Regions from separate parts of the Sus scrofa genome. Here region 2 is linked to region 1. The links are chromatin contacts, called in public Hi-C maps. All regions are on one chromosome and are shown on one strand. The core of a region is the stretch at or near the end of the contact, and the rest is flanking DNA. Distances in the headings are between cores, read along the strand shown.

What was found. Hi-C and Micro-C count contacts between places; a contact is called where the count stands out from the background.
Region 2: a contact with region 1 is called in a Hi-C map of liver, with 5 times the contacts expected there. The contact joins two enhancer-like sites. A contact is called at or near these places in 2 of 47 Hi-C or Micro-C datasets (embryonic fibroblasts and liver) and 1 of 2 datasets of contacts at active chromatin or transcription factors (alveolar macrophages).

What each region holds. Positions count from the first base shown.
Region 1 is chr4:79,966,119-79,968,877 of Sscrofa11.1, reverse strand. All of the region lies in intron 10 of SPIDR (DNA repair-scaffolding protein), which reads left to right. Among named protein-coding and RNA genes, the nearest start is that of CEBPD, 95 kb to the right of the region's middle. Within about 2 kb of position 1,402, at least 4 of the 83 cell types and tissues checked have an H3K27ac peak or open chromatin away from gene starts, as enhancers often do. A contact at or near this core is called in liver, where this site is marked.
Region 2 is chr4:80,111,512-80,114,211 of Sscrofa11.1, reverse strand. The region is part of intron 5 of SPIDR (DNA repair-scaffolding protein); the gene reads left to right. Among named protein-coding and RNA genes, the nearest start is that of SPIDR, 78 kb to the left of the region's middle. Within about 2 kb of position 1,356, at least 18 of the 83 cell types and tissues checked have an H3K27ac peak or open chromatin away from gene starts, as enhancers often do. A contact at or near this core is called in liver, where this site is marked.

The DNA of each region.
Region 1 (2,759 bases), core at 153-2,652:
CCCAAACTTTAGGCAATACTACAAAGCTATAATAATCAAGACAGTGTGGTACTGGTACTAAAACAGAATAGAGAACCCAGAAATAAACCCAGATACCTACAGTCAATTAATCTTCAACAAAGGAGCCAGGAATATAAAATAGGTTTTTCCTTTTCTTTTTTCTTTTTAGGGCCGCATCTGCAGCATATGGAAGTTCCCAGACTAGGAGTCAAGTTGGAGCTTCAGCTTCCTACCTATACTACAGCCATGGCATTGCCAGGTCCAAGCCTCATCTGCAACCTACACTGCAGCTTGCAGCAACACTGGATCCTTAACCCACTGCATAAGGCCAGGGATTAAACCCGCATCCTCACATACACTATATCAGGTTCTTAACCCACTGAACCACAATGGGAACTTTGGGTGCTGGTTTTTCATGTATGTCCTTTGTAAAGTTGAGGAAAATCCCTTCTCTTCCTAGTTTGTTGAGTGTTTTTATCAGGAAAGAGTGTTGGATTTTGTCAAATGCTTTTTCTGCACAGCCTTATCCAACTCTTTTTGGATTATACATCATAAAGTTAGGAATCAGAGAAGTTACTAACATGGTGATTGTTGGTAAGGAATGTATTGTAACCAAAATAGTAAAATAATTACTTTATTGAAAATCAACTATAATGAAAAATTGAAAAATAAAAATATAAAATAATAAAATAATTGCTTTGAGTCATCATTTTATGGAACTAGTTTTGTTCTGTATGATCCTTCTTTGCAATAATAGTCTCTGTAATGCGGATTTACAAACATACACTTAGCTTTGCTTTTTTAAAAACTGATTTTAATAATTTTTTATTTTAGAAGTTTTAGATTTACAAAGATAATACTGAGAATTCCCACATACCCCATACATAGTTTTGCCTATTTTCTTTTAATTGATGTATAGTTGATTTACAACATTATGTAAGTTTCAGGTGTGGTTTCTCCTATTTTTAACATCCTATATTGTTTTGATACAGTCTTGCAATTATTGAACCAGTATTGGTACTCTTATTATTAATTGAAACTTATGCTTTATTCAGATTTCCTCAGATTTTCCCTAATGTCCTTTTTCTGTTCCAAGATCCCATCCACAGACCATATTACATTGAGCTACTCAGACTGTTAATTTCATAGATACTCTTTATTTTTGATCACCTTGCCAGCTGTGAGGATTACTGGCTGGATATTTTGTAGAATATCCTGTAATTTGTGTTTTTCTGAATTTAGGCTTGTATGGGTTTAGAGAGGAAAATCACTGGTGAAAAGCCATTTCACCACATCCTATCAAGGGTGCATCCTGTCCACATGGCTTATCTCTGCTGTTGTTGACTTGATTCCTAGATGAGGTAGTGTTTATCAGGTTTCTACTCTAAAGTTACTTTTTAAAAAATTAACTTGTGTTTTAACTCCTGTTTGATAATGTTCTGGGGACAAAGCCAGAGCACTCACTGGTATCTAAGGGAGTCTGAAGCAAGAGCATTTTTGACCTTTACAAGCTCAAAGGAGAGTTAACTATGATCCAGATTTTGAGTTGTCTTTGAATCATTTATTATTATTCACATTCATTTCTACATTGAAAGTACTAGTCTGGGATTTTTTACCCTCAAACATAGTTGTGTAGTGAGAAAAACATTGCCCTAGCTATCAGAAGACCCATTATTTTCCTTTAGAAAGGTCAAGGAGAAACAGTAGGCCTGTGTTGCAGGGCAGTGTTCATTAGCAGACCTTTATCTTGAGCCTACTATGGCACGTCACCCTGCCACACAAAAAAAATAGTGTTAACGGAAAAGAAACTAGAGCCCCATCCTGAAATAACAACATTAACAAAAGTCACCTTTGTACTCAGACTTGCTGTGGATGATACTTGATGCCACGTGGAGATAGGAAACTCGAAGGAGATGAGTATTATGCCTGCAGGGGCCAGGAGACCGCAAGGTTGGAATAGAAAAAGCCACACCCTGGTCCTCTGGGCACCTGTAGCATCTTCAGGGTGTGTTACATCCTCAGAGGTCATGGTGGACCTTAACGTCACAAGGAAGCTGTAAAAGTTGAGAGTATGGGACAAAGACCTCAGAAAGCAAGAGGTCATTGCATAGTTATAGGCTTTTGTGTTTGTGGTTTGTGTTTCAATCAGAGTCCCTCCCATGTATCATTTCTAGCTGATTTGTCCAGCTTTTTTTTTTTAATTTATAAAATATCTTCCATTCCTTTATCTTTTGCAGGAAAGGTATATCTATCAGTGACATCTTTTTTTGGATTCCAATTCAACCAAAACAGCTGAATTGGTTTAATTCACTCTTGAAAGAAAACTAAACTGAATTTTTTCAAAATCGGAATCACTTTAAGACTTTTTTTTTTTTAGAGCAGTTTAAGGTTTACAGCAAAATTGAGAGGAAAGTACAGAGATCTCCCATATATCTCTTTTCCCGCATGCATATAACTTCCTCCATATCACAATCATTCTCCAGAATGGTACATTCTTTTGTTGAGGATGCACCTACACTGACATGTCATAAACACCCAAAGTCAGTAGTTTACATTAGGGTTCATTTTTGCTGATGTACATTCTATGGGTTTAAACCAAATTGTAATGACATATATTCATTATTATGATATACAGAATATTTTCGCTGCTCTAAATATCGTCTAACCCTATTTATCTCCTCTGCCACACCCAGGAAATCCACCAGTTTTTAAATTGTCTCCATAGTTTTGCCTTTTCCAGAATGTCTTATGCAGTCTAC
Region 2 (2,700 bases), core at 107-2,606, 150 kb before region 1:
GGTGCTTTTCTTTGTTAGAGTTATTTGCCAGGCCATGTGATCCTGGTTCTGGTGGGTCTCTGCTTCTGCTGCAGTGCCTTTGTGGCCTTGGGCCCGTAGGCTCTTATGATCAGCTGCTGCTGGGTGAACTTTGACCCAGCAGGTTCCTTCTTGAGTGTTGCAGTTTCTCTCTTTGTCACCTTTTCTCTTATGAGCCTTTGCCCTGCTGTTTCTCATTTCCTCGTTGGGCTCCTCAGAGCAGACATTTTGGACACTAAGATGAGGTGGAGTGGTGCTTTCGTGAACCCATGTTGGTAGAATTTGAGTTGTGTAGTTCTCATCAGGCTGGAATTTAAGGTTGGAAATATTTGGTTTGAGGAAGGCAAGCCAAGTGGTTTACAGAGGTGTAACCATGGGTGTAGCTTGTTAAACCTGTTTACCTCAGAAAAGATGTGGTGTTTTTTTTTTTTTTCTGAATGTGTGAGAAAAATCTGTAGCTTTTGTTTTCCCTCTCAGTAGCTGGCAATGATTTTCATGTATAAAGTTTCTGTCACAAAAAGCATACAAAGTAAACAGTGAAAGTATATCTCCTATCTGTAGTTTAAGGCTCTGTTGTCTAGAATTATGTTGCTTTTATTTATTTTTAATCCCAATAGAACATAAAATTGTTAGTAGCTTGGAGTCTTCCATTCTAGGTGGTGTTGCTATCTTTTTTCACACTAGTTCTTTTTCACTCAAGTTTCACGCTAGTTCTTGATAAATAGCCAGAGAACAGCCCACGTTAATTAAGGAGTTTGTGTCTGTCTGTGTGTTATGATTCTACTAGAATTTAAAAACCACATGGATAAGGATTTTGGTGTCCCCTCCACCACTATATCCATTGTACCCAGAATGAATTTTGATACATAGCAGGCATTAAACTAATTTGTTAAGTGAATGAATTCCATTTTAGAATTGGAAGTGAAAATTAAAGCATTTGCTAACTAAATTTGTAGGCTTATCAGCCACCAGTACTCTTTCATTCCCTGTAATTTTTAAGCGCTGTCTTGGTTTTGGTAATTTTACCATCACAGTTGCTGTGGCATATTTTCTTGAGCATTTTTGCTGTTGCTCCTACCTTTTATCCTCCTTAAAAATATTTAGTGGTTGTTACTGGATTTAAAAGCTTCTAATCAGATAAGAGCTTATAATTTTCTTATTATTTCCTTAAGATTCCCAACTGTTCTCATTTTAGTGTGACTTGAAGAAAAAGAGGCTGAACCTGGATAAACATGGTGAATTTAGCATAGTCCAGCTCTTGTTGATCTTGTAAGATCCTCACAGGGCAGGTCTGGGCTAGCCAGTAATTGGGTGGAAAGCCCTGGAGAGCAGAAACCAGTGCTGCAGGACTTCGCCCTGCCAGGTAGGGTGCAGCCAGCACCTGCCCCCACAGCAGGGCTGGTAGGTACACAAGGTACTTCACTGGGGGAAACGCCTTCTAACCTGGGCTGAGACCAGGGCTTGAGGCTTTTGTTTTTGCATGAAATAAAGTGAGCTTTTTCTGTCCCATAATTGGTTTTCTCAAGGAATGATTTTAGTTTAGTCTTTCTTTTGTTTTACCACTTGAGTAGGTATTTAGCTACAAAGGTATCATTTAAAAATAAAGAGGTTAATTCTGGGCTTTCTATCCTGTTCCACTGATCAACTAATCTATGACAAAGGAGGCAAGAATATACAATGAGAAAGGACAGCTACTTCAATAAGTGGTGCTGGGAAAACTGGAAAGCCACATGGAAAAGAATGAAATTAGAACACTCCCTAACACCATACACAAAAATAAACTCCAAATGGACTAAAGACCTAGATGTAAGACCAGACACTATCAAACTCTTAAAGGAAAACATAGGCCAAACACTCTCTGACATAAACGACAGCAGCATCTTCTCAGATCCACCTCTTAGAGTACTGACAGTAAAAACAAAAATAAACAAATGGGACCTAATCAAACTTAAAAGTTTCTGCACAGCAAAGGAAACCCTAAACAACACGAAAAGGCAACCCACAGAATGGGAGAAAATCATTGCAAGTGAATCGACTGACAAGGGATTCATCTCCAAAATTTATAAACACCTTCTGCAGCTCCATACCAAAAAAACAAACAACCCCATCAAAAAATGCACAGAAGATCTAAACAGACAGTTCTCCAAAGAAGACATACAGATGGCCAAGAAACACATGAAAAGATGTTCAGCGTCACTCATCATTAGAGAAATGCAAATCAAAACCGCTATCAGGTACCACCTTACACCAGCCAGAATGGCCCTCATCAAAAAGTCTACAAACACTAAGTGCTGAAGAGGGTGTGGAGAAAAAGGAACCCTAGTACACTGTTGGTGGGATTGTAAACTGGTGCAACCACTGTGGAAAGCAGTATGGAGATTCCTCAGAAAACTAAAAATAGAACTACCATTTGATCCAGCAATCCCACTCCTGGGCATCTATCCAGAGAAAACCACAACTCAAAAAGACACATGTACTCCACTGTTCATTGCAGCACTATTTACAATAGCCAAAACATGGAAACAACCTAAATGTCCATCAACAGAAGAGTAGATCAAGAAGATGTGGTACATATACACAATGGGGTATTACTCAGCCATTAAAATGAACGAAATACTGGCATTTTTATCAACATGGATGGGCCTAGAAACTGTCATGCTAAGTGAAATCAGCCATACAATG